Regions from separate parts of the Mus musculus genome. Here all the other regions are linked to region 1. A link is a contact called in public promoter capture Hi-C data. All regions are on one chromosome and are shown on one strand. The core of a region is the stretch at or near the end of the contact, and the rest is flanking DNA. Distances in the headings are between cores, read along the strand shown. Region 1 holds the start of Arl1 (ADP-ribosylation factor-like 1). Region 2 holds the start of Pwp1 (PWP1 homolog, endonuclein). Region 3 holds the start of Prdm4 (PR domain containing 4). Region 4 holds the start of Rtcb (RNA 2',3'-cyclic phosphate and 5'-OH ligase). Region 5 holds the start of Fbxo7 (F-box protein 7). Region 6 holds the start of Timp3 (tissue inhibitor of metalloproteinase 3). Region 7 holds the start of Syn3 (synapsin III).

The links. Promoter capture Hi-C pulls out the DNA fragments that hold promoters and counts their contacts.
Region 2: a contact with region 1 is called in a promoter capture Hi-C map of hippocampal neurons, with 9 times the contacts expected there. The contact joins the promoter of Pwp1 here to the promoter of Arl1 in region 1. A contact is called at or near these places in 6 of 39 promoter capture datasets (the 3T3-L1 cell line, the C10 cell line, hippocampal neurons and 2 more).
Region 3: a contact with region 1 is called in a promoter capture Hi-C map of hippocampal neurons, with 14 times the contacts expected there. The contact joins the promoter of Prdm4 here to the promoter of Arl1 in region 1. A contact is called at or near these places in 4 of 39 promoter capture datasets (the 3T3-L1 cell line, the C10 cell line, hippocampal neurons and 1 more), 1 of 115 datasets of contacts at active chromatin or transcription factors (embryonic forebrain) and 2 of 9 other capture datasets (adipose tissue and liver).
Region 4: a promoter capture Hi-C map of liver shows a contact between it and region 1, with 8 times the contacts expected there. The contact joins the promoter of Rtcb here to the promoter of Arl1 in region 1. A contact is called at or near these places in 4 of 39 promoter capture datasets (hippocampal neurons, liver and pre-B cells), 1 of 115 datasets of contacts at active chromatin or transcription factors (large pre-B cells) and 2 of 9 other capture datasets (adipose tissue and liver).
Region 5: a contact with region 1 is called in a promoter capture Hi-C map of liver, with 7 times the contacts expected there. The contact joins the promoter of Fbxo7 here to the promoter of Arl1 in region 1. A contact is called at or near these places in 6 of 39 promoter capture datasets (the C10 cell line, hippocampal neurons, liver and 2 more) and 1 of 115 datasets of contacts at active chromatin or transcription factors (astrocytes).
Region 6: a contact with region 1 is called in a promoter capture Hi-C map of liver, with 4 times the contacts expected there. The contact joins the promoter of Timp3 here to the promoter of Arl1 in region 1. A contact is called at or near these places in 1 of 39 promoter capture datasets (liver) and 1 of 115 datasets of contacts at active chromatin or transcription factors (astrocytes).
Region 7: a contact with region 1 is called in a promoter capture Hi-C map of liver, with 5 times the contacts expected there. The contact joins the promoter of Syn3 here to the promoter of Arl1 in region 1. A contact is called at or near these places in 2 of 39 promoter capture datasets (hippocampal neurons and liver) and 1 of 115 datasets of contacts at active chromatin or transcription factors (astrocytes).

Annotation. Positions count from the first base shown.
Region 1 is chr10:88,728,999-88,733,390 of GRCm38.p6, reverse strand. It overlaps Arl1 (ADP-ribosylation factor-like 1), which reads right to left and starts at 1,977. Exons shown (of 6, transcript NM_025859.3): 1 at 1,827-1,977. The coding sequence starts at 1,830. Gm4925 (predicted gene 4925) reads left to right here and starts at 2,290. Exons shown (of 1, transcript NM_001037166.2): 1 at 2,290-3,850. The coding sequence starts at 2,675. The coding sequence ends at 3,073.
Region 2 is chr10:85,869,755-85,874,146 of GRCm38.p6, reverse strand. Pwp1 (PWP1 homolog, endonuclein) reads right to left here and starts at 2,316. Exons shown (of 15, transcript NM_133993.3): 1 at 2,133-2,316. The coding sequence starts at 2,204.
Region 3 is chr10:85,914,810-85,919,201 of GRCm38.p6, reverse strand. It overlaps Prdm4 (PR domain containing 4), which reads left to right and starts at 2,216. Exons shown (of 12, transcript NM_001302886.1): 1 at 2,216-2,394; 2 at 2,473-2,678.
Region 4 is chr10:85,955,327-85,959,718 of GRCm38.p6, reverse strand. It overlaps Rtcb (RNA 2',3'-cyclic phosphate and 5'-OH ligase), which reads left to right and starts at 1,926. Exons shown (of 12, transcript NM_145422.4): 1 at 1,926-2,104; 2 at 3,922-4,000. The coding sequence starts at 2,012. Bpifc (BPI fold containing family C) reads left to right here. Exons shown (of 16, transcript NM_177772.4): 16 at 1-28.
Region 5 is chr10:86,020,002-86,024,393 of GRCm38.p6, reverse strand. Fbxo7 (F-box protein 7) reads right to left here and starts at 2,465. Exons shown (of 9, transcript NM_153195.2): 1 at 2,250-2,465. The coding sequence starts at 2,371.
Region 6 is chr10:86,298,366-86,302,757 of GRCm38.p6, reverse strand. Timp3 (tissue inhibitor of metalloproteinase 3) reads right to left here and starts at 2,346. Exons shown (of 5, transcript NM_011595.2): 1 at 1,784-2,346. The coding sequence starts at 1,904. The region is part of intron 6 of Syn3 (synapsin III); the gene reads left to right.
Region 7 is chr10:86,496,550-86,500,941 of GRCm38.p6, reverse strand. Syn3 (synapsin III) reads left to right here and starts at 2,046. Exons shown (of 14, transcript NM_013722.3): 1 at 2,046-2,152.

The DNA.
Region 1 (4,392 bases), core at 728-3,227:
TATTCAACAGCAAACAGTAACACGTGAAGTTCCCAGGTCCTGAGAAATGTCAGGCAGTCAGATCACATCATCAGACATTTAGACACTGCCCCTCAGGAGTCCAGTTCATTTTCTCATCAATAGAATAAGGACACGGTAACTTAGTGCAGTCTCCTTCTTACCCGTAGATACCACAGCGCCAGGCAGGGGAAAAGCGGCACAATGGGGTGCTCTGAGTGACAGAGCACTCACTGTACAGTGGCAGTACCAATATAAACTTTTAGGGCACTCTCCACTAACCCACAGAACTGCCTCAACAAACCACTTTTGTTGTTGCTTGCTTATTATTATTTGGGGGCAGTATTTGTTGAGATAGGATCTTTTACTTTGCAGCCCTCGATGCCCTGGAAATCAGCATGTAGACCAGGCTGGCCTCAAACTCACATAGAGATCCGCCTGCCTCTGTTTCCTGAGTGCATTAGAAACTCATATTTTAGACAAAAAAAAAAAAAAAAAAAAAAAAAAAAAAAAACAAAAAAAAAAACCCCGACATTCACTACTTTATAAAATATTCCCAGGAACCTTTATGTACCCAAGGCACCCTGAGATGTAAAAGCATTTGTGGCACAAATACTTTGCCTTCAAAAGTCACTAAAGGGAGGAAAAAAAAAAAAAGATTCACAATAGAAAGTGAGAAAACGGAAACGTGGGGGATATGAAGAATATGCTCAACATATAATATACACGGATACACACACAATTTTAAAAATAAAAGGCAAGGCCTTTTGGCTAGTGGTCCAATAGGAGGCTAAACCAATAGCAGTGAGTCTGAGGCCACCTTTGGCTGCAGAGTGAGTTGCGTTCAAGACTTGACAACTTAGTGAGATCCTATCTCAAAGTTTTAAAAGGGCTGGGGCTATACAGCTCAGCAGAAGGGCGTTGCCTAGCATACTAAGGGTTGACTTCCAACAGCGCTCCCTTGTAGGCATACAAACGCACACGCACACGGAAAGGAGAGGAGAGGAGAGGAGAGGAGGAAGAAAGGAAGAGATATTACACTTTGCTATTTGAGGGGAATGGCAGAATTAAAGCTGCCCACTCTAGAAAAGCGAACACGGAGCAAGCTGTATACAGAAAGAATGGGTGTGACCTGACAAAGTCCTTTTGCCCGTTTAGACGTCTAGATTTGGAAAAACAACGCCGAAAGGTTACAGAGAACCGAACGGAACTATAATGCACCGGATCCACACACTTCTGAGAAAACTGAGTAAATACTGACAGAAACCGAAGATTTTGCAACTCCTAGAAGCTCCACCTGTACCGGAGCATCACCACCGTCGGGTGCGCTCGGACGTCTACCGTAGTTCCCTCACCTGGAGAAGTGCGAATCAGCGAAGCGACATGAACATCTCACTCCCTGTCCCACCGGACTTCACAATCCACCTAACTCCATCCACCATATCTACGGACAGCTAACTACAGCGGGCGAGCAGACAGGAGCAGCGCAAGGATCAACAAACAACACCGGTCCTCGGGTTTCTCAGAAGTGACGCAGTCCCAACACCCACCCCGATGCCACCAAGCTTCCACGAAGGATCAGACACCTCGGTGAACCTTCAGCTGCCTGGCTGCCAGGCACCCGACGCCCCGTTCCGCCTACCCAACCGAGATGGGGGATGCAGGATGAGGGGAAAAGGCCGGGCTGGGATCAGTCCGGACCCCGCGGGTGCAAAGGACCGAGCCGGGAGGCGGAATCTCCCTGCAGGTGAAGAGCCAAGGTAGCGAAGAGCTGCCCCGCGGCCCGGCCGGTCCCCTCGGTCGCCTGACGCCCTTCCCACGCTCCTCACCCATGATGAACCGCCGCCGCGCCCTCGCCGATCCTCAGAGACAGGCCGGGACTCGGCAGCGACTCCTAGTTGAGCCTGGGCGCCGCCACCTCCGCTACTCCCGGACTCCGGTTCCGAAGCGGACTCCTCCAAGCCTGGTCGGCCAGCAACTTCCACGTCGTCCACCCAGCGGGGGCGGGAGCCGGGGCGAAAGGCCACTGCGACTGCGCGCTGGACACGGAGGTCTGGGCGTCCGCGTCGGCGCTTTCGATGCAACTCCCAGGCGCTCTGAGCGTAGCAGAAATGAACGCCACAACTATAACAAAAAAAAATTTAAGACAAAAGTGTTTCCTGATTCCACTTTTCTGGACAATAAGGCCTTCTCAAATATTAAAATGAGACTTTTTCGTGTTAAATTCTGATATCATAAAGTGGCGAATCGGCCAACGGAAAATAAAAGCTCGATAAAGCGAAGGCACAGAATGCTGGCGCTGGTTGCAGCGTCCCGGTGGTTGCACATCTGCGGAGGCGGTCCACTTTCCTCTAAATGCATTCCCGCAGGAGGAGCCAGGGTTACGTAATAATAACGAGAAAGCTCACCCGCAGTCACTGCATACCACCAACACGGGGCACCCTCGTACCCGAGGTGTCTAATTTTTGATCTCTGGGTGGCCACCTGACCGACCACCCTTCCGCCTCCGCAGAACTGGGAACTTCTTGCCTCCTGCAACTTGAGTTGGAAGTTAGGTAGTTTTCGATAGTGAAAGGGTTTGGTGTTTCTTAAAATTCTTAGAAACGCGTCTTGCTTCTGCGCAGCCTCTCAGAGGCTCGAGGCGCGCTCCAGGTCGGATCCACCTGTAACCCACGCCATGGCTAAGGAAGGCACTGCTGCTGGAGTTGTCATGGACGTCAATACGGCTTTGCAAGAGGTGCTGAAGACCGCCCTGGTCCACGATGGCCTAGCGCGAGGAATTCACGAAGCTGCCAAAGCCTTAGGCAAGCGCCAAGCCCATCTCTGTGTGCTTGCATCCAATTGTGATAAACCTATGTACATCAAGTTGGTGGAAACCCTCTGTGCTGAGCACCAGATCAACCTAATTAAGGTTGATGACAACAAGAAGCTGGGGGAATGGGTAGGCCTCTGCAAAATTGATCGAAAGGGGAAACCTCGGAAAGTGATAGGTTGCAGCTGTGTGGTGGTTAAGGACTTTGGCCAAGAATCTCAGGCGAAAGATGTCATTGAAGAGTACTTCAAATGCAGAAAATGAACAAAAAAATTGGCTTATTTTCTGTTAAGTTTCTCAAAACAGAAAAGTACAATTATCTCAAGCTCTTGAGTTTTCGCCGGAAATAATAATAGCCCTTTTTTAGGAAGTTTTCTTCCACATGGAAACATTGCATTATTATGTTCTGGTTTATAATGAAAATGGTCATCTTTTTGGAAATTTACAAACTGCCTAAGATTTAGTCTAGCATTATTGGGGCTTTTTTTTTTTTTTTTCTCGAGACAGGGTTTCTCTGTGTAGCCCTGGCTGCCCTACAACTCACTTTGTAGACCAGGCTGGCCTCGAACTCAGAAATCCACCTGCCTCTGCCTCCCGAGTGCTGGGATTGAAGGCGTGCAACACCACCTCCCGGCCTGCATTACTAGGGTTTAATTGACAAAATATTATATGTATGTTGCACAGTGTGAGATAGATATATAGGTATATATAGATATATATACACACACACATACATACATATGCATGAGAGAGAAATGATTACCGTGAAAATAGGCAAACCCTCATATTCCCTTTTCCTGTAGGTTGAGTACACTGAAGATCTATTTGGCAATTATCAAATAGGCAGTGTATTGTTATTAAATATGGTCATCATGCTGTGACTATACATCTAAGGGACTTGTTCATCCTGTTGGAAAAGAATCTGTACCATCTTACTGATGTATCTGCATCCCTGCTCCATCCCCTGACAGTCACCATTGCGCTCTCGGCTTCGGAGTTGTCTCCATAGACTCTACTTATGAATTAAACCTTCCAACGCCCTCGTAGGTGGAAATGTGTGATTTTTGTACTAAGCTTATTTCATTTAGCAGGATGACTTCTACATTCATTTTATACGTGAGATTATTTCCTTTTTAAGGCTGGCTAGTTATTGTTAAGCATGTGCATTTGTACATTCGCATCATATTTTCCACATTAATAAGCTTATTCAGGTTGATTTTATACCTTCTTATGTAGATTTATTTTTTATAGTTCTTGAGTGTCTGTGTGCCCATGGCATGCATGTAAGTATGTACACATGAGGACCGATGCTCTCAGAAGCCAGCAACATCTGGAGCTGTCCAGAGCTGGAGTTATAGACAATTGTGAACCCCGTGTTTGTGGGTGCTGCAATCTAAGTCAGGGTCTTCTGCAAGAATAGTCATTATTAGCTGATGGGCCACCTCTTTAGCCCCCACTGATGCTTTGTATCGACAGTCATGATTCATACTGCGTTAAACATAGGTGCACATTGCATTCTGACATGCTGATTTCATTATCTTAAGATGAATACCACAAAGTAGATGCTACAGTGTTTATTTTGC
Region 2 (4,392 bases), core at 1,067-3,566, 2.9 Mb after region 1:
TAAACTTAAGGAGGCAGAGCTTGTACAAATCGGATCTGTACGAATCCTTTGTACAAATCAGACTCCGCCCACCTACCACTGTTAGCAGCCGTGCTCACTCTGCTCCTCTGCCTTCCTCAATATTCAAATAGGCTGGCTTCTGTAAAATAGACAGACCTGTGGTCGCCATGTTTCTTCCAACTATCTCAGACTCCAAGGGCACCTCCCTCTCTGGCTATCAAACCATAGAACATCCGTCCTCTGCCTTTTTTCCCCTAGCATCACTGCCCAATGTAAATGGATTCTTTCTGGGAACTAATAACCCCCATCTTCCTCCACCCATTCCAACCTTGAATTCCAGCTCTATTTTCCCCACTTCCAGTAACATTTCCCATTTGGCTATCTTTTGTTCTAATGAAGTTCAAAACTAAGGCCACTCTCTTCAAAACTGGCATTCCCTCACCTAAATAGTGAGTCAGTACCTTTAAGGCACATAACAAGAAGGCAGTGGGGGTGGGGGGTGGGGTGGAACACATGCCTTTAATCCCAGGGGAGGCAGAGGCAGGCGGATCTCTCTGAGTTCAAGGCTACCTGGTCTACAGAGTGAGTTACAGAACAGCTACACAGAAAAAACCCTGTCTGGAGAAAAGACCAGACCAGACCAGACCAGACCTAACACTTCTGTATTAAGCTTGTAAAGGCCAACACTAGTTGGGTATTGTTTATTTACTTAAGCCCGCAGTGTGGGTTGGCCATAATGGCAACACTCCACATGAAGGTAAATCAACGGCTCAGTTTCTACTAAAGAGCCTCCAGATCTTCAGTGGCTCACACCTATAACTCTAGTATTTAGGAGGCTGACACGGGAGGATTGCCATAAGTCTGAGGCCACAGCGGGCTACAGAGTGAGACCTGGTCTCCAAAACAACAACAAAAAACGTTGAGATAACAAGAATCTCCCTGAGAATGACATTCAATTCTGCCTGAGAAAGATCCAGAAATTAAAGACTGAAAAACTCCGGGGAAGGCCGGAGGTCAGTCGGTAAAGCTTTTGTTGAGCAAGCATGTGGATCTAAGTTCCATCCCAGAAGCCACTCAAAAGCTGGGTGTAGTGTAGGGGACACCTGTAATCCCAGCACTAGGGACTACAGAGACGAGAATTTCTGGTGCCTTGGCCAGCCACTCTATCTCGATTGACTAACGCTGGGTTCAATCAGACAGCGCACACATACACAAACACATGAACATGGGCATACATACATACACATACACACACACAAAGGTATTTGTATTGCTTGGGGTTGGGGCATGACAACTAGGGATTTTTAAGACTCTCTTAATACTTCGAAAGCTGTGTATGGCCCTTTTAAAATGAAAACAATTTTCTTTTGGAGAATTTTTAATAAGGCAAGTGTTGTCCCTATCCTATAAATATACACTGCTTGCTTGCTGTTGGCAAAACACCAGAGAAAACAGTGACTAAACACTACCTGCACTCTGGTAGAATTTACACCTATAAGGAGTATTTCCATCCCTCACCGCATGTAAATTCATGTCGAGGCCACTCCCACGTCTATCACATATCGAGTTGTCACTACTCAGACAATTACACCCATAGCAACCCCTTCACTTCTTTTAGGACACTTACAACCCCTGACATCCCGAAAGTCAAGAACAGGGCTTTGCCCTATATCGCTCCAACATATCCCGGAACTCCAGGCTCCGCTTGGCTTGCAGAAAACACTGTGTAATGAACAAAACCGCCTGAGTAACCGGCTTCCTTTGCCACGGTCTCCAGCTTTTGTACAACTTCCTTCATACTGTGTTACACTGACACCTTGTTCTCTCTGCCCCATAACGTTTTATCCGGATCACCGTAAGAAACTCGTAACAAGCAAACACCCCCGCCCCTTCCCAGTGCACAAAAAGTCCACGTGTTCGTGCATCTCAGGGATGGGATCGGGGTTCCCGCTCCGGGCAGGGAAGGGGCGCGCGGTCTCTGCTCGCCCGGGTCACCGGAGCCACACCTCACATGGCTACAGTCCCGGCCAACCTGGCAGGTCCCATCGCGTGGCTCCTGCTGGGCGCGTGCTGCCCCAGACGGGGCCGAGCCCACGGCCATGCCGTGGCATCTCCCCATACACAGGCCTCACCTTGTCTGGAGTCTCTTTGGCCACGCCGCGGCGGACCCAGGCCACGCAGGTCACTTGGCGGCTGCGGTTCATGATCTTCGGTTTGAACCCGGCGCAGGTTGGAGCCCTGGGAGCTGGGAGACACTACTCTTGAGCTCCGCGGAGGGGAACAACGCGCAGGCGCGGGCGCTCGCTGACGTCACTCGCAGGCGCCAAGGGGAAGGGGAGGGGAATTTGCATGAGATGGGCGGGGCCGTATGCAAATCTACGACTGCTTCCTGTGGAGTTTCTATCTCCTTCCTCCTATTCTTCCATAAGAGTTCCCAAGCTCCATCCACTGTTTGGCTGTGTCTGTATCTGTCTGAATCAGCTACTGGGGGGAGCCTCTCAGAGAACAATATGCTTCTGTCTGCAAGCATAGCAGAGTTTCATTAATAGTGTTAGGGATTGGTGCTTGCCCACTGGACGGGTCTCAAGTTGAAATGGTTATTGGTTGGCCATTCACTCAGTCTCTGCTCCCTCCCCTATGCCAGCATTTCTTGTAGACAGGATAAATTTTGAGTTGAAAGTTTTGTGGGTGGGTTGGTGTCTCTATTGGAGTTCCATTCTGGATACAGGAGATGGCCTCTTCAGGTTCCACATCCCCAATGAGAGTCACAGCTAAGGTCACCCCCCACTGATTCTTGGGAGCCTCCCTTATCCCAGGCCTTTGTCTCGTCCTGGAGATGCAGGTTTCCCCCCACTTTGCAGATTTCCATTCATTTTCATGGCCATATAGCTATCTCTCCTGTTCTTCTCCATGCCTGATCCTGAATCCCCCATTTCCCCTCTCTCCCAGTTCCCTCCCTCCATCAGCCTCTTATGACTATTTTATTCCCTCTTCTAAGTGAGATTCAAGCTTCCTTGATTGAGTCTTCCTTCTTGTTTAGTTTCTTTGGTTCTGTGAAGTGGACCATGGTACCTGTATTTTATGGACAATATCCACTTATCACTGAGTACACACCATGCATGCCCTTTTGGGACTGGGTTATCTCACTCAGGATGATATTCTCAAGTTCCATCTATTTGCCTGCAAAGTTCATGATGCCTTAGGTTTTAATAGTTGAATAGTATTCCATTGTGTAGATGTACCATGCCTTTATCCATTCTTCAGGTGAGGGATATCTAGGTTGTTTCCTGTTTCTGGCTATTACAAATAAAACTGTTATGAACATTGATGAACAAGCATCTTTGTGGGATGATGGAACATCTCTTGAGTACATGCCCAGAAGTGGTATGGCTGGGTCTTGAGTTTTCTGAGAAACTGCCAAGTTGATTTCCAAAGTGATTGTATAAGTTTGTACTCCCACCAGCAATAAAGACTGCTCCCCTTGCTCCACATCCTCACCAGCATATGCTATCTCATGAGTTTTTTTTTTTTATCTTAGACATTCTGATGGATGTAAGGTGGAACCTTAGAGTTGTTTTGATTTGCATTTCCCTGATGATTAAGGACTTTGAACATTTCTTGAAGTGCTTCCCTGCCATTTGAGATTCCTCTGAGAATTCTCTGTTTAGCTCTGTACGCCATTTTTTAATTGGGTTATTTGGATTGCTGGTGTCTGCCTTCTTGAGTTCTTTGCAAATTTTGGATACTAGCCCTTTGTCAGATGTATGGTTGGTGAAGATCCTTTCCCAATTTGTCCTAATAACAATGTCCTTTGCCTTACAGAAGCTTTGTAGTTTCATGAGGTCCCATTTATCCATTCTTGATCTTAGAATCTGAGCCATTAGCATTCTGTCCAGGAAATTGTCTCCTATACCAATGTGTTCAAGGGTATTTCTCACTCTCTTCTATGAGACTTCTTAGTGTATCCGATTTTATGTTGAGATGCTCTTTCAAGATCCCTAAAAAATGGTATTAGAATTTTGGTGGGATTGCATTGAATCTGTAGATTGCTTTTGCTAAGATGACCATTTTCACTATCCTACCAATCCATGAGCATGGGAGATCTTTCCATCTTTTGTTATCTTCTTCAATTTCTTTCTTCAGGGACTTGAAGTTCTTGCCATAAAGGTCTTTAGCTTGCTTGGTTACAGTTACACCAAGATATTTTATATCATTCGTGGCTATTGTAAAGAGTGTTGTTTCCGGAGGGCAGTCATGTGAGTGCTCTATAGCCTAGTAATAGTGTCAGACCTTGGGACCTCCCCTTGAGCTGGATCCTACTTTGGGCCTGTCACTGTACCTTCTTTTCTTCAGGCTCCTCTCCATTTCCATCCCTGTAATTCTTTCAGACAG
Region 3 (4,392 bases), core at 967-3,466, 2.8 Mb after region 1:
TCTTGAGCTGGAGATACAGATTTGTCAGCCACTGGACATGGGTGCCAGGAACCTAAGTTGGGTCCTTCACAAGAGCAGTATATACTCTTAATCACTGAGACATCTATGTAACTCCTGTTAGTTAGTTTGCTTCTATGTGTGTGTATGTGCATGAGCACACATACCTGTACATGCATATGTGTCATGCCACGCATTTGGAGTTCTGAGCACAACTTCTGAGTTGGTTCTCTCTATCCACTAAGAGAGTTCTAGGAACTGAAATTGCTAGGCTTGGAAGCAAGTGTCATTATCTGCTGAGCCATCTTGTAAACTATTTAAAATTAAAGAAAGTATTGTGTGGGTACATGATGTATATGGGCACATGATGTGTGTGGGCATATGATGTGTGGGGGCACATGATGTGTGTGGGCACATGTACCATGGCACACATGTGGAGATTAGAGGACAACTTTGTAGAGTTGACTCTCTACTTTCACTAACTTTGGGTGGGTTCCAGGGATCAAAATTCAGGTCATTAGGCTTATATAGGAAGTATCATTACATGCTGGGCTACATCTTCTGTAGCCCGGTGTGGTGGTTTGAATATGCTTGGCACAGGGAATGTCACTATTTGGAGGTGTGGCTTTGTTGGGAGTAGGTGTGTCACTGTGGGTGTGGCTTTAAGACCCTTATTCTACCTGCTTGGACGCCAGTATTCTCCTAGCAGCCTTCAGTTGAAGATGTAGAACTCTCAGCTCCTCCTGCACCATGCCTGCCTGGATGCTGCCATGTTCCCACCTTGATAATAATGGACTGAACCTCTGAACGGATAAGCCAGCCCTAATTAAATATTGTCTTTATAAAGATGCCAGGTCTGTCTAGAACTTACTATGTAAACCAGAATGACCTTGAATTTCTGACCTTCCTGCCTTAGTATCCTCAAGTATTGGTAGTACTCGTGTGCACCACTATGCCCCACCTCTTACTTTTTAAATGCATTTTTACACATGACAAAACTCACCAATCTTTACTATTTGATCAATCTTTATAAACATATACAGGCATGTAACCATTATCCAAAATGGTCCCTCATGTCTGTCTTTCTATATAGGCAATTTCATCTCTTCACCTATCACTAACTTCCAACATCCATCAGAGCTGTTAGTAAAGTCTTGGCCTTTTCTAGAATTTTATACAGACTTCTAGTCTTTTGTTTCTGATGTTTTTTTGCTCAGTGTAGAAAGCTTCTAGAGGTCTACCTACATGCAAATAGCTTGTTACTTTTTATTGCTGCCTAGGGCTCCACAACGGTGATTCAGTGCAACTCTTTATTGGTTGATGACAGATCATTAACAAAGTTGCAAGGAACTTAGTACATATGTCTTTGTACATACATACATACATACACACATGTATATGTTTCTGTATTGGGTAAATACTTAGGTATGATTAGTGAATTGTGGGGTATGGGATATTGCCATAAATAGACTGACAAGGTGGCAAAGAGGGTAAGGCTCTTTAGTCCCTGGTACCCACATGTGGGAAAGAGAGTGTAAGTTGTTCTCTAACTTCTTTTACACATGCACATTTGCTTTCACATCCACCCACCCACTCATATGAATAAACATTATGTCAAAAGTTGGCTACCGAGCAGATGTTGTGGTTCCAATGATTATTCTAAGTAAGCACTGTGCCTGTCCGTGCAGAAGGGACGGGAAGGCAAAGAGAGAAGAAAAACACCTGCACAAATCCCAACATCATCTTTTATGATGTGGGAGCAGGGAAACTTCACACAGGGTAAAAGAGTTTCAGAATCGAAACCCGATTACTCCTGGGCCACACCGCCGTCTGGCCCAATCCTATATTTAAAAACGTTGTGTTATGTGGATTCATGCTTCCCTACTTGAGGCCATGCCATCTGGACAGAAAAGCAGAGTCTGGAGAACGTTGGAGTTCAGAACGCACCCCTAGCACGTGTATCAGTTCTGGTCTCCTAGCAACGGCGGAGCGATTATTCGGCCCTCGATTGGATCGGCACCCAGCTGAGCTGCAACACTCTGGGTGGAGCGTCTCTAAGCCCGCCCACTCCCGGGGCTCTGCGGTTCTCCACACGCAGAGAGGGGGCGGTGCGTATCCCCGGAAGAGCGGGTCGGAGCGCAGGCCGTAGGCAGGTAGCACGGACGCAGAGTGGCTGGGAAGCCGGAAACGGGCCCGGAGTGGCTGAGAAGCCGGAAAGGCGCCCCCGAGGGTGCGGCCCCGTGAAGGCGGCGGGCCTGACCGGGCGGGGCCGGGCGGGAAATGTTAGGAGAGCTGTAAACCGGGCGCGGGGTCCCGGGAGGCAGGAGCGTCCGGGCCGACGTTCGGCCCGATGACGAGCCAGGCGGCCGGGCCAGTGCTCCCCAGCGCGGGCCTCAGGTGGGCGACGCGGCGGGGCGGGCTCGAGCGGCCCGGGGCAGGGAAAGGCCACGGCTGATCGCTCTTCTCTTCTTCCAGGTCGGCCAGTCCGGCTGCCAGCGCTTCTGGGAAAACAGCCCCGGGCGCCGCCCAGCATGCCGGGCCCTCGCCGCGGAGCGCAGCCGCCGGCCCTCGGAGACGTCGGGCAGTGCGGGGAGGCGCGGCCACCGGCGGGATGTGGTAGCACGTGACACCGGCCCCATCGCGCACCTAGCAGCCGCCGGCCCCCTGCCCTGGACGTGCAGGTGAGCAGGGCAGGTCCCCAAGGCAGGGCCGAGGGAGCGGGGCGGACGCCGCCGGAGACTCAGTCTTTGTTTGGGTGCCTTCGGGCCACACGTGTGACGCGTAAATGGATTTGAGCACCTGAACCCAATAGAAATATCCAGAGTACTAGTTGGTTCCTGGGGTGATTGTTCTGAGTAGCCGTACATTGTTAGCTGCTTGGCACCTCTTTCCTGTCGTATTTTAGCTTTCGCTATTTTAATTTGGAATGTTACTGTAGTATCATAGTTCTTCACCTTTGGGGGTTTGCGGGTTACTGTAGCCAGGGATGGTGGAGTGCGGAGGTGAAGTTTTTAAATTGTGCAAGTCTCCTGAACTAGAAGGTACTGTGTTAGCGGAGTAGTAAAGACGGAGCAGTATTTAGCTGGGTTCCCCCCCCCCCCGCCCCCAAAAGCTTTTAAAAGGCTGTCAATATAGCGGGGAAGAGAAAACGTATTGACTGAAATTATTGGAGCTGGTTGATGCATTTTGTAAAGTGGCTGTATTCCTGTTAGTTTCTTAAATGTCATTTCCAGAAAACAGCGCGAGGTTTGCAACCAACAATTGATCAACTTCGGTCAGTTAGAAACATAAAAACAGCTAAGAATAATTGGCAGAAGACACAGTGACAAGACAGAAAGAACTCAGTATCCTTTAGGCCTTCTTAGGACGGTGATATGAGGTTGGTAGAATGGCTGTGCCTTGTTGAAGGGGAAGGTCCCTTGGGAGTCACTGTGTGCAGCATTCCTTCCTGGTGTCTTCTGTCTTTGAGTACTTGTGACCTTTGGTTTATGGCTGTTGAGGCCATCACGTTTTGGGGACTCACATCAAACAGAAATCTGCTGAGCCTCTGTTACTAAAGTCTTGTTTGAACGGGTGTGAGAAGGTCCAGAATTTCACACGAGTTATTATTGATGATGACATTGTATAGACGTTCAGGAGCTTTAAGAATAGGAGGTGAAGCCACACACTTAACTCTGCTCTAATAAGTTACTGTAATCTGTATGTTGTATTTAGGCCTTGTGGTTCCAGTGATGGTTGTATTTTAGGTATGGTTGCAGGTGGGAGAATTTAGAGAAGTCTGTTTTAAACTAGCTGGGGCCTAGAGACTTTGCTAAAGTAGCAGTGGCTTCTTTAGGTTACACAGAGTTTCCATTCTTCGTGAGAAGTAACATCCTTTTGTTGATCTTTGGTCCTTCAGATAGTGTACCTCATTTTCCATGTGGTTCTAGCTGTCTCTCTGGGTGATGAGTGGGCGTGGCTTGAACATTTTTTTGGATGTAGTTGATGTCCAAAAGCTAGTTTTATGATTACCATATAGATGGAGTGTAATTCTAGAAATAGGTCTGTGAAAAACTTTATACCCCACAGTTAAGCCAGGTTGTAATGTAAACAGGACTCGGAAAAAAAGCAAGAACAGTTTTGTTTGTAATTTGTTTCTAGGCTAAGAGAGTGGAAATCTTAAATTAGGTTTGACTTCAAAACTCAGCTGTACCCCTGACTAGTTAGGTGATTTTAAACTTGGTGTGTGTTGGGGGGGAGCAGGGGGGTTGGTGGTTTTTTTGTTTTAAACCTCAAAATCTAGGCTTTCTTATCGTTAAAAGGGGACTAAGGTACCATCCCAGGGCTGGGGAAATGGCCCAGTGAATAAAAGCAGCTATGTAGGGAGGCTGGCAATTCCAGTTCGATCGCTCACAT
Region 4 (4,392 bases), core at 677-3,176, 2.8 Mb after region 1:
ATTTTAATAAAATATGACAGAAAAATGGAAAAGACTTAATTTTTTTAAAACTTCGGCAAAGACTGAAGTTCTACAAACACCAATACTAAAAGGGAGCCGAGAGCCCCTTAAATCTTTCCTATGGTTGTCCTGTGTCATTTGTTTATGTTTGTGGATGTGTCCTTTCAGTGATTGGATGAAATGAGGGCTGGAGAGATGGCTCAGCAGTTTAGAACATTGACTGCTCTTCCAGAGGTCCTGAGTTCAATAACCAGCCACCACACGGTAGCTCACAACCATCTGTAATGGGATCTGAGGCCCTCTTCTGGTGTGTCTGAGGACAGCTACAGTGTACTCACATAAATAAAATAAATAAATCTTTTTTTAAAAAGATTGACTGAAATGGTAGTGCAGCTTATTAAACCTAGGCAGTTCACAGTTGACATTAGTGTCATTAATCAGCAGGGTGAGACTGGACAGGGGAGCAGGAGAGTGGGACAGCCAGGGTGGATATGTAAAAATGAACAGAAACCACACCCTTTGCTTAACTCCTTAGGTTACTGGGGGATAGAAGAGGGCTGTATAAGTACTTAACATCCTGGTCTAGTTACTCCTCCAGTTTCATGTCTGTGACCTTCAGAGCCACTATGAATAATTATGATCCCATTTCATAGAAGTGAAAACAGAGGAATGTATCACACAAAGGTGGTAATGGCATAGGCGGAACCTGAACCCAAGTCTTCCTGATTGCTATGGTGGTGTTTTTCACAGGGTAGGACTATCCTGCAAATCACTGCCAGCTTTCTTATCCCAAGAGCAAGAGTCAATTAAGTTTAAAGGTACAGACACAGGACACAGTCCAAACAAAGCTATGGAACACAGTGATCCCTGAAAGAGGGATTTATCCATCTTTGTAGGGAATTGCTGGCCAGAGCAGATTTCCTTCACAAGCATTTGTAGAAATAAATGATACAGTGTTGTGATATGCTTCTTTTGGATGCTCATTTTGTAATGGAGTGTTTGTTGTACATCTTCAATCTCATTCTGATACATTGCAAACGTCATTAGTATTTTATCTTGCTCAGCTGTTTCACTAATGTTCATGGGGCATGAACTCCAAACTGTATGTTCTATATAGCAGTTGACCTGATCCAGGGTGAAGAGGTTTCAGGAGCAGCTCAAAAACATTCTTAAAGCAGTATGTCTTCAATAGCAGCAGTCAGGAGACATTGGCAAGGGTATCTGTGAGAGTTCGAAGCCAACCCGGATACATAGGCTCACCAAGGCTAAGTATCGAGATCTTACTTTAAAAAAGGGGGGGGGGTGAAGGGAGGGAGGGAGAGAGAAAGGGGGAGGGGGGAAGAAAGGAAAAAGAGAGAGAAAGAAAGAAAGAAAGAAAGAAAGAAAGAAAGAGGGGAAGAAAGAAAGATAGAGGGAAAGAAAGAAAGAGGGGAAGAAAGAAAGAGGGGGAGAAAGAAAGAAAGAAAGAAAGAAAGAGGGAAAGAAAGAAAGAGGAAAAGAAAGAAAAGGAAAGAAAGAAAGAAAAAAGGAAGGAAGGAAGGAAGAAAGACAGACAGACAGACAGACAGAAAGAAAGAAAGAAAGAAAGAAAGAAAGAGGGAAAGAAAGAAAGAGGGGAAGAAAGAAAGAAAGAAAGAAAGAAAGAAAGAGGAAAAGAAAGGAAGAAGGAAAGAAAGGAAGGAAAGGAAGGAAGGAAGAAAGAAGAAAGAAAGAAAGAAAGAAAGAAAGAAAGGAAGAAAGGAAGGAAGAGAGAGAGAGAGAAAGAAAGAAAGAGGGAGAGAAAGAAAGAGGGGGGGGAAGTGCAAGTGAAGACTAGCGCTGTAATTCATTGTAACGAGATGATCAGGACTCGCGCGAAGAGTTTTGAGCCTCGGCGCTTGCCATCTTCCCTCCTGGAGCGGAGCTGGTCGCGCCTGCGCCCTGAGAGGCGGCGCTGCGTGGAGCGGGTGGACTGCGGGGTGGTTTCTCTTTCTAAGCGTAGCCAGGAGCTATCGCTGGCCTCGCCGCCACCATGAGTCGTAACTACAACGATGAGCTACAGTTCTTGGACAAGATCAATAAAAACTGCTGGAGGATCAAGAAGGGCTTTGTGCCCAACATGCAGGTGAGTTGGGGCAGCGGCCTTGGGAGCTGCAGGCCGCGACTCCGCCGCGAACCGGCGGCCTCCGCCCAGCGCAGGGCTGCGGGGTTCCAGGTCTCCCTCCTCTGCAGACTGCACGCGCCAGGTCCACACACACGAGGACAGACGGACGCAGCGTGGGGGCTCACGCGTGTTTTCCCCACGCACCATCAGACACGGTGTTCCTGGTCTTCCGAGATTTCTGTGGACTTTCCCAAGTTGGCACCGCCAGCCAGGAACTCTGTTTCTCTTGAGTCCTGATATTTAGTTAACGTTTACAGATGGCATTCTCCAAACTTAACTGGGTTTTAACGTAACGACAATCGGCATGATTCGAGCTTTTAATATGCTCTTGGCGGAGGACCCCCGAGTTGGTGGGTAACTTATCTGTACCCATCTAGGAAGACAACCCTGAATTCGTATCGAGTCCACTTCTCTCAGCCTGAATGATGTGTTTCAGCTGAAGGCTTGGGAGCCAGAGACCAGGATCTGAAACCCTGGGCCTGCTGTCGCCACCGCCGTGTGTACTCGAAAGTTCCGATAAACGTTGAGGAAGAAAACACTTGTGAGGTTTTGGCACATGTGTTAAGTGACACCGTCTCATAAATGCCATGAGAATGCAATAAAGATTTGCAGTCCTTTGTCTTAGTAAAAAGTTTCTGATAGGCTTCGCTTGGTGGCTCGGGCCTATAATCCCTGGAGGCTGGGAAATGGAAGATCCATTCAGGACTGGTTACACAGAGAAGCCTTGCACCACTTTGCAAGGTATACTAGGGAGAAAAAGTCCACAGCAGTGAAACAGTATTTTCCTTTGTTGTGTGGAAGAAGGGAAGGCTGGTTGGTAGAGTCTTGCTAATTTATTAAGTGACACATGAAAATTGTACATTATATCCGTGTGTGTGTGTGTGTGTATAATATATATACGCATATATTATATACATATATATTATACACACATACATATTATATATATATATATATATGATGCTTTTTATAATGCGTAAGTTATATAATAGCAAAATCATGATAGACATATCGCCTCAGAAATTTGTGAGCAGTTTTTCCGTTTTGAAGATCGTTGATTAGATTTTACGGGTTGGACATTTCCAGTTTAAACCCAGATCTAAAATGCTCTAAGATCCTTTTAGATTGTGACTGGAAGTTTTCCTCTTAAAAGACGCAACGTGGCAGCTTCATGCAGAATGAAGCACTTTGTGTGGTATAGACGTTCATGCAGAATGAAGCACTATGTGTGGTATAGACGTTCATGCAGAATGAAGCGCTATGTGTGGTATAGACGTTCATGCAGAATGAAGCGCTATGTGTGGTATAGACGTTCATGCAGAATGAAGCGCTATGTGTGGTATAGACGTTCATGCAGAATGAAGCGCTATGTGTGGTATAGACGTTTATGCAGAATGAAGCGCTATGTGTGGTATAGACGTTCATGCAGAATGAAGCGCTATGTGTGGTATAGACGTTCATGCAGAATGAAGCACTTTGTGTGGTATAGACGTTCATGCAGAATGAAGCGCTATGTGTGGTATAGACGTTCATGCAGAATGAAGCGCTATGTGTGGTATAGACGTTCATGCAGAATGAAGCGCTATGTGTGGTATAGACGTTCATGCAGAATGAAGCGCTATGTGTGGTATAGACGTTCATGCAGAATGAAGCGCTATGTGTGGTATAGACGTTCATGCAGAATGAAGCGCTATGTGCAGTGTATACGTTCTGCCCACTGGGCGTGTACTTGAGAAACTTGGGTTCAGACAACGCATTTTGCTTTTCTTTTGTATCAGGTTGAAGGAGTGTTTTATGTGAATGATGCTCTGGAAAAACTAATGTTTGAGGAATTAAGGAACGCCTGTCGAGGTGGTGGTAAGTACACTAGAGGTAGAGCTTTCCCTGTTCCCTGAATCAAGAGGAACTCAACCAGTGTGAGACATTTTTAAGGAGTGATCTAGACTTGAATCAAAGCACCTATATATTTGTGATCACATGTTGGGGCACACTGCTGTGTAAAGGTTTGGAGCTCAGGGCTTGTTCTCAGATAACTGCACACTCTAATAGCACACACTGCTGTCCATCCTGCACTCACTGCGTGTCATTAGATCTCTATACTGATTGTTCATGTCATGTTTGAAATAACTAAAAAGGGAGATATTGTCTGTCTCTTGTAGAATTCCAAAATGCAGTGAGTGTAAGTGACTTTTAGCTTGTCCTTGGTCACAGCTTCATAGTGACAGAGCCAGAATTCAAATCTCAAAGTG
Region 5 (4,392 bases), core at 1,216-3,715, 2.7 Mb after region 1:
ATAGTAAGAGCTACCTACCAATATTCCAAATAATACATTTGGAATACATTAAAGTACATGCTATGTTCCCAAAAGCTCTATATAATATTTTAAAAAGAAAGAAAGAAAGAAAAAGCAGGAGACAAAATTACTTGTTCTCATCAAAAGCCTGGGTCATAGACTTGTAACTGGAGCTTTAGTAGGCAGGGAGGCGAATCAGTAACCTACACTTCACCAATTCTAAAGCACAGACTTTGCAGTACTCATCATCTCTGACCATGAGGAGCTTCTTAAACTTAACACATCAACCAGTTTAACCCACAGCTTTGCTTCCAGCTTTCCATCGTGCTGGGGCTTCAAACTCCAGTGTCAGGCTGGTGCATCAAACGCCTCAGCCAACCCGCCAACCCCCAACCCCATTCATTTTTCTTAAGACACATCCATTAAAGAGACATTACTGGAGTTAAAACTATTCCTACTCCTCAGGAAATAAGATGCTCTGATGCTTGCAAAATGTTCTGGTCAACAACAAGCTGAAAACCTGCCAGGGGCCCAGGGACACACCATGTCAACCTTGGCAGAAAGGGGACTCCCCAAGCAAACAATTCGTTCTGTAGATGGGATAAGGAGCGGTCTGTTTAACAGAAATGCCAGTTTTCCCTCCCACTTTTCTGAAGTGTTTTCCAAGGCCCTATTTTCTGTCATTTTGGGGGGTCAGGTGATTTTACCAAAAATAATACAATTCCAGAAGCTTGCATATATACATATATGCAATCTTTGATCTGCTTACTAGAAAATACTCTTTAAGAATAACAAATGTGTCACATGAACACATTTTAAAGCTTCTCTTCTGTTCCCTAAATGAACAAAATTTCAGAGAAATGAGTTTACTTTCACAAGCTGAGGCTTAAATTCCATCCACCTAACCAACTGCAACTGTGAAAACAGCATGCAAGAGAAACAGAGCTCTTGGGTTTCCAACCCTTTCAAAACTGCCCTGCTTAACTGAGAAGTAAGACTACTTGTAAATACCTTAAAAATTGAATTCTCAAAGTGTGAGGAGAGATAACTGTTATCAACATTGAAAACACTTGGTTTTACACCAATAAGTAACATGTGGGTAGGTCACCATTATATGGAAATATATATTATATATAATACAGCAACATATTTTCTTTTAATATGAAAAAATGCTCTTTTTTTAATGGTTTGGCTAACATTATTATCTTATTAGACAGGGTCTCACAATGTAACACTGGCTGGTCTGGAACTTGCTATGTAGACCAGGCTGACCTTGAACCCTGCCTCTTCCTCCAGAGCGCTAGAATAAAGGTGTAGCTCAGGCTCACTTAATGGGGGGATGGGAGCAGGGAGGAAGGGTGAAAAAATCTATTCAGGGTCTCACTTTGCTTAACTCCCTACAAATAAAGTGAAAAGGCTTATTTAAAATGCCAATTAATGGGAAACGTTTTTCTTTGAAAATTTTTCCCTTTAGAAGCCCCAGAGCCCATCTTTTTAATTTTTTTTTTCTTCACTAGTTCAAATTTCTAGCTCAGCACTTGAAGTGGGTCGTCCATACAGTTATCTCTCTATGTCCTGAAACTATCTTCTGCAGAAACACAGACGCTTCATCTGCAAAAATTAGTAATAGAACCCCATAAATTAGTAATAGAACCTAATCCTTTTTCAACTTGCCATGAAACTGTAAGCTCTCTAGGGTCATGCCTCTATTCGTGAAAAAAAAGCAACATTCTCACCCAGAGAATGCCCGCTGACAGGCGTACTTCCTGAACCCTTACAGTGAGAAAGTGAGAAAGTTACAGTTAGGTGCAGTCTGCCACTTGCACGCTCAGCTGTTTTTAAAGTTACTGTAGCCTTGGGCAGTGGCACAAATTACAGTGACCTAAGGTGTCAAGACTTTTGTCACCTTGAGCACGATGCTTTTCCGATTTAACCACTGAACTATCCCAACCGCAGAGGTAAACTCAAGTTAACACCGGGAGATTTAACGCAAGCCAAGCTTCCCGAGTTCCCTTCCCGCCCTCGGGGCCGCAGCGACCGAAACCCCGGAAGTGACTACTCACCGGGGAGGACAGCGGCACCCGGGGGAGGCTGGGCCATGGTCTCTCGGAGCCGGACCCCGGCCAGCACCCAGCTGCCGAGCGTCACAGTCACAGGCGCCCAGTGCAGCTACACCCGGGAGGCCCGGGCCTCACGTGACCGCTCGAAGCGCGCCATCCCCCGAGCCCCACGACAGCGACGCGGCTCACCTGAACCCCAACGTGGGCAGCAGGACCTGGCTGAGGTGCGCGCGCAGCTGCCCGAGCGTTGGCTCCGACTCCGGCACCTCGAGCGGCTGGGTCCGCTTCTGAAGCCGCACGCGCAGCTTCATGGCGAGAGTCGGACCGCAAGCTTCGGTCGGCCCCGGGAAGAAACCGAAAGCAAGGAGCTCCGGGCCTGCGCTCCCGAGGAATCCCCAGCGCTCGCCGCTCGGTCGACTACGCCCCCTAGAGCCTTCCGCTCGAGCGGAGGGCCGAGCGCCTGCGCTTCCCTATCGCTGGCTCGGCGCGCGACATCGCCACCTGGAGGCGAGGCGCGCACGGCGCAGGCGCTGGGTTTGCTTGGGCGCACTTGAGTCTCTACGCTTCTGCTTCTGCTTCTGCTGGGGTGAGCGAGTTTGTTCCTTCCCTCCCAGCAAGCAGGATCTTTAGCTCTGGAAGGAATGCTGCCAACAGTGTGGAGACATGACAGACGGCCCTAACCTGATGTCACTGGTTTCCGTGCCCAGAAATGAACTGCTCTATCCCTGTCATTAGAGTGCTCAGACCTGCCTGAGAAATAATGTACACAGGTCCCCTGTGATGACTAAAGAAAGTTAATGTGGAGCCAGGGATCCCTTAAGGGCTGTTGGATGCCTGGGAGGTACTAGAGACCTGCAGGTGAGATAAGAATAGGATAATGGCTGTGAGGATAGTAACTGCTGCCTTTGCTTCTTTAAAACTCACTATCGCTATGGGAAAGGGATGAAATGATCTTTTAATTACTATATAGCGGGAAGGTGAGAAACAACTGAGGAAAGTAAAACAGTTTTCCTGCCCAGCTTGTATTTCGTGGTAAGTTGTAATATACACCTTTCTGATGTCCAATTTAAAACCCCATCTTATCCTTAGTCCCCCTTCCCTATGGAATGCTGTTTGGGCTCTAAAGCTGCCTTCCTTCTGCTAGCAGTAAGCATAAACTCATTTTAATATAAATTTGAATTGAGCCTAAGTCTTTGGTTTCTCCCAATGGATTTGAAGGCCACAACAGTATAGCTCTTCACTTCTCACGATAAATCTTGATAAACCAGACTGCCTCCATCTCAGGCGTAAAAGCCATCTTATAGTAAAGACAAACTAGGTTTCTCAAGGATTGGGCTATGTCCCACCTGTAACCTTAGCTACAAATGGCTCTGTACTGCCCCATGCCTTTATTTTAAAAGGTTATTATGGTGACCCTGTTGTAACCACCTTGCAACCATGTCTTTGTTTCAAGAGGCTGTTATGACCAACTTGGTATGCTTATGTTCTGCTTCGGTAATACATGCCTATTTGCCTGCCAAATCCTCATCTGGAAACCCCCTACTCCTGAACTATTACAATCTTACCTTACCTATGTCCAGCCCATGTATACATACCAAGAAAAGCTTGATTAATTAATTTGGCCATGATGGTTTGGGGTTGATGGTCTTTCTCCTCGAATCTGTGGGACTGATTTTTTTTTTTCCTGTGGGATTAACAGCATTTACTTCCTTTCTTCCTTGGCGCTGCCCTTAGGAACTTGAAGCTGAAGCCAACTCCTTTAGCCCCTTCATGTTACCACAAAATTTAAAGCAGCTTTTAGTTGTTACACAGTGTCTTAGTAAAATCTTTTGCTGCATATCAATTGTCCTCCAAAGCTTACTAACCCACATCAATAAACATTTGTCGACCCACAAATTCTGTAGATTGGGAACTTGGGTACAGGGTGGTTAGGTAATTCTGTCTCAGGGTCTCTTGCCAGAGCTGCCTGAAGACTTGACTACACATATCATCAAACGATTGGCCCCAGTTTTTCACAGATTTTTTTTTTCCAGAAATCTACTTGAATGTCCACATAACATGATAATTGGATTCCCTGAGAGTAAGCGACCCAAGCATTACCAAGACAGAAACTGTGAAGTCTTTTACAACATAGCCTCAGAAGTTACATATTTATTTCCATCTTTTTTTTTTTGCTACAAGCCAACATTTTAGTATAAGAATATCAAACCAAAAGCATGAATACTGATAAATAAATCAGATTGGTTTGAGACTGGTTGTAATAGAAAACCAATCTTTATGAAAGAGGATATTCTTGAGCTGGGCAAAAAGTTTGAGACACATTCTAGAATAC
Region 6 (4,392 bases), core at 1,097-3,596, 2.4 Mb after region 1:
TCTCTCTCTCTCTCTCTCTCTCTCTCTCTCTCTCTCTCTCTCTCTCTCTGTTCTGGGTTTGGCATATTTCTTGGTAATTTGACTTTGTTCTAGGAAGCATATTAAGAGGAAGGAAAAAAAAAAGCTGTTTCTTGAATAAACCCATAGAAATTACAAGAAACTTTGTCAGTCTGACCCACAGTAGGACCCCAGGAGTGCCCACTGGGAACACGCTCATGTTGTCAAGGCCGAAACCTCTAATCTCTAGGTTAGAGATGAGAACCCTCTCTCCCTACTCACACTACCAAACCAAACTGAACACGCCTCGACCCACTGTGAAGCTGAAAAGAGCTTGGACCATAGACTGCACACCCAGATTCCTCCACCTGCTAGCTCACAGGCCAGCACCAGGCTCTAGGCTGAGCAAAAGCAGACAGCAGGAACTAGTAGAGAAAGTCATCGGCTACTGGGAGGAAAGACTAAGAGGAATCTGGGTGGGGGCCCTAATGAGAGAAGGGAGAAAACTTTCCCAGCCCTCCAGCAATCCAAAAAAGGATGCTTGCAAGCACTCCATAAAGCCAGGGGTTCTCCCCCAGGGACAGAGAAGGGTGGGTGTCTCTGGGTCCCAGGAAACCTTCAAGAAGGGTGACTGCAGGGTCACACAAACACCCTGGGCTGCCAAGTGGACTGACCTGACCACCAAAACCACCTCCCAGATTTCCCCCTAGGCCGACCCACCAGCAGTGCCTCTCCAACCTTGGTTTTCTTTCCTGCCAGGTCACCACCCCTCCCCCCGCCCCCCTCTCAACACAACACACTTGCAGAGTAGAATCCCTCACTCAAGACCCAGTGGAAATTTTCCATCTCCTTTATGACCATACTTAAAACACACACACTCCATTCTTTACTGACTCCACACTGGCTAAGGGCAGCCTCTTGTCCCACCCCTGCCCAGCAAACACACATTGGACCTGAGAGCTTTAAGGAGCTGGAGAAGAGAGTAGCCAGCTTCCACTTCCCCTGGAGCCCTCCAAACACTAATGTCCCCAACACTCCTCTGGATAGTGGGTTCTACTTCTTATCAAGTCCCTCTAATCAGCACAGTCTCTTTGAGACCATCACCACAAGCGATGAGACCTTTGGCAGCTTTGCTCTTTTGGTGACAAATCTGCTTTCTCCGATGATACTCACTCTCTCCCTCCTCACAAACATTCCGGGGGAAGAAAAAATATATCTTCCTGTGAATTTTCACAGCTCTATGATAAGTGATTCCCCCACAGTCACCTCAGGCCAGCTATCAACACTCTGATGCAGTTCTCCCAGGGAGGAGGGCAATCCCACAGTTTCCGCCCCCCCCCTCCCCGTTTTTTTTTCATCTCCCCCTCCCCCCTTTTCCAGCCACCCAAACTTGGCAGGCAAGAAGCTCCATTAGCACTTGCCGGGAGAGCCTGCAGCTAGGCTGAGTTTCTCAAGGAAAAGAATGAAGTTCAAGGGCGCGGGAGATAAGCAATCTTTGAAGCTAGGAGTTTTCTCTCTCGCAACTCCACCCGCACAGACTACAACTTGTAAAGTGTCGTCGAGGTCCCAGAACTTCAGTTAGCGTTCCAACTTTTCAGAATCTCTCACCCTCCTTCTCCAGCTCTTTTCCCTTCAAGGCAATGGGGAAATTTTTCTAGATATCAAGCAGGACCTCGTTCACGCTCGCCCGCCAGAGACCACTAGGCCACTGGTTGGGTTCCCTCTGCAGGGCATCTCCCCACACAGAGTCCCCGCCCAGGGAAACTGAGTCTTCCGGAGCACTTACCGATGTCGGAGTTGCAGAAGGCATCCTGGGGATGGCTGGGAGAGCATGTGCACGCTTCCGCGCCCCAGTGCCCAAGGCTCCAGCAGCTCAGGAGCACGACAAGCCCAAGCCAGGGAGTCATGGTAGCTGTTGTGGTCCGCTGCGGGGACTGCCGCTCTTTTCTTCAAAGTTGCCGAGCGCTAGCGCTGATGCTACAGTCCGAGCTCACTCGCTGGGTTTAACCGGGCACTGTGCACGGTGGGCAACGATGAGCTCCGGGGAAGTGCCTTCCAAGTAGCCCGGCGGGACAGGACTAAGTGGCCAAGGGTCGCTGGAACACGAGTCCGCGGAGCCAACGAGTGGCCTCCCGGAGAAGGATCGGGAAGCGGAGAAGCGGGAGAAGAAGATTCTTGGCGCTGGCGGCTGCCCGCTGCCCACTGTGAGCGAGAGTCCAGGGCTGCAGAGTGATATAGGGGCGCGAGGGGACCCAGCCCCTCGGGAGCTCGGGGTCCGCCCCCTCCGACCAATGGCAGCGCCGCATTACCTCATCGGCCCTCCAAAAAGGGGGCGGGGCCGGGGGGCGCGGGGCGACAGGGCGGAGCCGGCCCGGACCGTTCAGATCCTTATAGGGAATAATGCAGTTGTGGGCACGCGAGTGGGTGGGCTGGGCGCGTCCTGGGCCGGTGTGCGCTACAGCGGCGTCCCACGGCCCCTTCGCCCTACGCCCACCGCCTCTCTATGAGCCTTGGACCTAAACAAGGATTCAGTCCCAGCCACCCAGCCTTCCTGCATAATCTCTTCCAAGGGCCCCAGGTGGCCCGCACCCTGAAGTCCTTGATCACGCCTCCTGGAAAAAGTCAAGAAGGAAGCCTCAAAGAAATTTTCACCTTCTTATCTTTCCTAGAGAGAGCAGGGAGTAAGAGGAAACCGCTGGACATCAGCTTCCCTCACCTCCCACCCCCAACACACACACACACACACACACACACACACACACACACACACACACCTCTGCCTTTGTGGGATGGCTGTGGTAATTGCCATTGGGGGTAAATGGATCTGTGGAATTATTCAACAGACCCTGTTCTGGACGTCAAGCAAGCCCTTGCAACCAGGGCGATTGTGCTAGTATGATGAGGAAACTAGAATAGTTGGAGACCTAGGTTAGAATGACTAAGAGGGCGTTGTTTTCTGTGGGACAGTAAAAGATGTGACATCATGCCAGAAGAACATCAATCACAAAGGCCTGGGTCTTCTTTGAAGGAAAGAATATAGGGAAAGGGGGAGTATGATAGCTGGTCTCCCTGGTGGCAGACAGCAATCCTTCCTTCTGCAAGGAACATTTGAGGTAAAGCAATCAGTACGTGGAATAAAACCAGTTCTTAGAGAAAACCACCTATAGAGCAATATTGGTAACATTATTACCAACCCATTTTAAATAACATCTTAATTGGGGTGTGTGTGTGTGTGTGTGTGCTCATGCTGTTTTTTGAGACATAGTCTTACTATGTAGCCCAGGCTGACCTTGAACTCAAGATCTTCCTGAGTCAGGCTTCTGTTAGAGTTACAGATGTGCAGCGTCATACCTGGCCTATGCTCTCTTTTTAAAAGCAGGATTCCATACTCCATCTCGTTGTGTTCACATATTCCTTCTAGTTGGGGAAAGTGAGAACAGGTGTCCTGTGTACCTTCCAGCTGAAGAAGCAGGCCCAGAAAGGGATGCTCCCACCACACTCTCTAGCTGGCTCTTCTTACCAAAAGGGATGTACATCCCTGACTCAGCATCCCTTTGACCGATAGTACTCTTTTAGAGTAATCTCTCTCCCCTCTCTCCTACCTGGTTTTGAAGGAGACCTGTGTTTTAGCTGCAGAATGCTGTAAACTTGTAACAAATGAGGAAAATCCAAGGGACTCCCTTGGGTTATCCCCAAGAGAAGAAACTTTTATGGCAGAAGCAGAAGGCAACATGGTAACATTATTTCTGACTTAACTGCCCTTGTTGTGGTTGTTGTGTGTTGATGCTGTGGTTATTTTGAGACAGAGTATCATTAAGTAGTCCAGGATGACCTTGAACTCTCGATGCCCCTGCCTCAGCCTCCCAAATGCTTCCAAGAAGCCTCCACCCAAGTATTACAGCTATACAGAAGAGATCTTAGCTCCCACATCTTTCTGTCTTAGCCCCACTCAGCTCTGAAGCCCCTCCCCTCCTTAATTCTGTTTCAGGGTGCTCTGGCCTTCTCACTACTCTTCTAGCCCCGGCTCCAGGAATATAGTTATATGGTTTCCTTTCCTGACACGCTGAGGCCGAGTATCAGCTATTTGCAGCATTGCTTTTTTAGCCATAGGAAAGTCCCAAGAAACTTGAGTGTAGATAGTAGCCGGCAGTCAGTCACTTGAGGCCCGAGCCATGGGCACTAATGGGGCCACTCTGAGGAACTAGGTTGAATGAGGACATACTTGGTGGAATCTGAGAGATTCACTGAACCTTGCACCGTGCCAGTCATGTGGAAGACTTTAGAAGGGTTTACAGACAAATCCCTTTGGTTTAACATCTTACAGGCTAGAGGCCTCTCTTCTCTGCTTTCCTATTGCAAGACCATTTTGTCCAAAGTGCCCTTTGTTTTTCCTCC
Region 7 (4,392 bases), core at 797-3,296, 2.2 Mb after region 1:
ATGAAGATTCACAAGGAAAAATGGTAGGGTGAGGTACAGGGTGGCCAGAAGGATGAAACTTGAGGAACAGGCAGAGATCATGGGAGCACTGGGTCTGGCCACTGTGATTCAGGACTGCATGGTCCAGTCTCTTTAGAATGCTGCCGCTGTCATTGTCACCCTGAGCAGCCTCCTGTACAATCTATCTTCTTCTTTTGTTACTATTGGTTGAGTGAGCATTCTGTCCTAAGGATTGGAGGTGAATGGCAGATGGGACAAACTGTGGAAGATTCTGTCCCGGGGAATAGTCAGGCTTTCACGCAGTGAAAATTAACCATCAAAAAGATGGAGAGATACAGGGAGTGGAGATATGGTTCAGTGGTTAAGAGTATGCACTGCCCTTGCAGGAGGCCTGAGTTCAGTTCTAAGCACCCAGGTGTAACCCCTGCTCCAGGCAGGTCCCTTTCTCTGATCTCTGCATCTCTACAGGAACCTGTACTCATGTTCACAAGCCTACATACACATAATTAAAAATAAGTAACTCATTTTTAAAATATATGGAAGTAAAAAATAAATGACATTTTCTAGAAAGCAATCCTTTAGCTGGTGCTCAGCTTGCTGCTGCTGATGGTTGAGAAGCAATGACTTGGCATCTTCTACCTCACAAGTCCTTGTACAACCTACAGGGCCAAACCCAGAGATTTATGAAATCATCTGCTGTTTCTCCGAATTTAAACCTTTCAGGTGAGAACAGTAGGGGCAAAGGGATTGCTTCTCCGGGGGCTGATTACTGTTTGTAGGCCTCTTTCATTATTCAAGGTTCATGCACAGAAATAAAAATGCTAAGTGGCACTGACCTCCAGGGCATGATGGAAGAATACCATTAATGGAAAAACCCTTGGTGATGTATACTGAGCACTGCTCAGCAAACACTGACCCTGCATTGAATCTGCACCTTTTCTTATATATAGTGCAATCAAACATAAGTACTCGTGCAGTAATTTGCCTGGCTTCTCTTCTAAACCTTTGTCCAACTCCTTCCTTCCTTAGAAACGGAAGGTTCTTTAGAATTCTTGTCCTGGCAAGAATTCCCCTTCCATTTTTCCAAGTACTTTTTCTGTGCACCTTTAACACCAGTGGTGTTTTTTTTTTAAATAACTACATTTATAGGTCTTTATATTGCAGCTAGAAATGGATGTGGTGTCACGTGTCTTTTAACTCAGCACTCAAGAGACAGAGGCAGGTGGACCTCTATGAGTTTGAGGCCAGCCTGGTCTACATAGTGAGTTCCAGGCCAGCCAGAACTACATAGAGAAACCCTGTCTCTAAAATCAAACCAAATACTGGAGGACAGAGAGCCTTAAAGGAGACCTGCTTTGAATTTCTGAGGGACCTTGAGGCATAGAAGTGACACATGAGACAGGGACCTGCCAAATATCCTCCCATTCTGTGCTGGTTAAGCTTTTCAATTGCCTTATTTTCCAATCTGTAATTTCTTTTAACCTTGTAGTCTTAATTCTCATCTCACAAATCTCCTCTATGGAGAGGCCTGGCATAGTCCCGACATCCCTTTTGTGTTCTCATTACACATCTCTATCAGTTTACAGCAAGCTGACATTATCTTTTGTTTGTGCACTTGTATGTAACCAACTCCTCCTCATGCCATCCCCAGCCAGGGTAAGAGCTTAGCTCCTTGTGCTTGTACTCCTATGACATTTGCTGACAGCTGACTCACTGGTCTCTCAGAAGCTCCTACTAAGGCCCAGGGAAGTCAGGTGACTTTCTCCAAGCTGGCTTCCTAGGATACTGAACTGCATTATTCACACTCCCTGAGGGGCATCTCAATCCTCCTGGGATGAAGAAAGATCGTCCACTTGGCCACTTGAGGCCAGCAACAGCAAAGCTTGCTTGCTCTAGCAACTTTCCCTACCTGGCTGGCGAGGGAAAGCCTAGAGACTGAGAAAGGAGGGGCTTGAGGGGCGGGCCTGGATGCAGGGCCCCTGTTGGCCCAGCCAATGGGCTCTCCGGCGTAGGGAGACCAGTCTGCCCAGAGGAGGCGCTCACGTACTGTGCAGGGCAGAGGCAGAGCGCGCAAGCTGCAGCGCTCCCGCAGATCCTGTAATTGGCGGCGCCAGTCCGAGGTACACACGGGCCACCGTAGCTGGCACTGTCGGTAAGCCAAGGCAAAGTGGAGTAGGTGGGTTTTCTGGCCTTAGGGAGCACTCACCCCGAATCCGAGCTGTTGGTGCGTCCTCGGGCAGTGCTACTTCCCCATAAGCTCTCTCTTTTGTTAGCCGAATGTTGATGCTGCATGTTGGTGGGGTGCAGGTGCTCCGTGAGCCCGGAGTGCCACCCTCCGGTCCCAGGCTGCTGCTGCCGGTCCCTAGCACTGGTCCCTGTAGAGTACCGGAACCCTGGGGCCCTCAAAGCTATGACTACTGAGGTATTCAACCCAACATCCAGACCTGTCCCGGAAAAGAGCTTCCTCTGGGAAGCTGAGACCACAACAGATACTGGTGCTCTGCACTGGATCCCAGCACCTGCTCTAGGCAGGTCCCTCAGGACCTGTTGCCTTGGGTCTGGGGCTCAGATCTGTTGCGCAGTCTTCTATTTCCAGCTATCCTGAGACGAAGGAAAAAACCTTGGAGGGTTTTCCTGGCCAGGCTAAGACTAACACTGCTGGAGCGCCCTGGTTATTTATTCATGACTTACTTGGCTGTAAGCCAGACACTATGCTCTCAGCTCTAGCGGCCTTAAAGGAATCTCAGGAGTTGCTGGGGCCTACCAGGGATGATAGGATAGGAGGGATTGCAGTGTGGTGTAGTGCAGACAGCAAGAGGTGGGTGGGTCGTGATGCAGCCTGGAAGACACACAGAGACTGGAGAGTTTGCCAGCCTGAGAGCTGTGGAATCAGAGGCATCAGGGACAGGAAGAATTTCAGGTAGATTTTCCCATGTGCAGACGAAAGAAGTGAAGAACTCAGAATCTCAGCTAATCAAACAGCAGATTGCACAGTAGAACCAGGACTTGCAGATGGGACCTAAACTGCAAGGTAGAAGGGGCTAGCCAAAAATGTACACAATCTAGAGATGCATGCAGCCTGACAAGTTTATCCTAGGACACGGGAGGCTGGGAAAGAATTCCAGCTGATCCCACAGCCACTCTGCTAGCTCTGTGGACAGTGACTGGAGCTGGCATCTTCAAGCTAGTAAGTTGTGAAAAGCTGGTTTTCAGGCAACGTGGCTGCAAATACTCTGGCCCCTTAAGGCTGACTATCTGACAGGGGCTCTGTAACCCTAGCTTCTGGGCATGAATTCAGGCAGGGAGATGCTGTCATGTGATGCTTGCTCCTGTCATTGTATTGGAAGCTGTGGCCTCTATCTTGTCATCGGGGATAGCCCTTGGGGAGTTGGATAGAGCATCTGTGCTCACTTTCTGATGCCTGGTCCCTGTGTGAGAACTTCTGCCTTACCTGGGCTTACCTTTCTATCTTCCAGGGCCAAGGGGCTGCTGTTTGGGTTGCCATATAGAGACTGGTATAGCGGCAATAAAAAAGGCTCCTAGGAAGTGAGACCAGAAAGCCACTTCATCTATTTGCCTTAAAGACATTTTTGACCTTGTGGGTCTCTCTCTCTCTCTCTCTCTCTCTCTCTCTCTCTCTCTCTCTCTGTGTGTGTGTGTGTGTGTGTGTGTGTGTGTGTGTGTGTGAGGAGATTATTTTACCTAGTTGTCATAAGCAAGGTTCCTTGTTTAAAAGGTCAGAGATGCTAAGCTAGTCACTTTTAAATTGTTAATTTGCCTTAACCTAGAATGCCCAAGGAATAACATCTCGATGAGGGATTGATGTCTAGATGAGACTGCCCTGTACGTACATCTGTCAGATAATGCCTTTATTTGTCAGTTGATTCATGGGAAGTCCTAGCTCATGGTGAGCCATGCTCCTCTCTGATAGTGAGTCCTGGATGGTGTAGGTATGGAGGAAGGACGCTGGACAGTAGGCAAGTGTTTATTCTTTCTCTGCCTTGCTTGTAGCTATGATCCGCTCCCACAAGTTCCTGCCAGCTTGACATACCCCCAAAATACGGTCTGTAGCCTGAACTTGTGAATTAAAATAAACCCTTTCTTACCCAAGTTGCTTTGTGATATTTTAGCACGGCAGCTGGAATGGACACAGAACTGGTGCATGTCTGGGTACCAGTAGTTGCTCTACCGTTCAAGTGAATACACAGTGGGGGTAGTGGGGCCAGGCACAGGTAGACACTGGTCCATGACGGAGGGGAAAAGCAGATTCAGGCTACCCTCTGAGGCTTTCGAAAGCCACACTAACCAGCCAGTAAGTATGGTGTGCCCACCGAGGGGTTCAACTTAAGGTGTCCCGTCAGCCAAACAGTTTCTAAACAGAGACACATATAT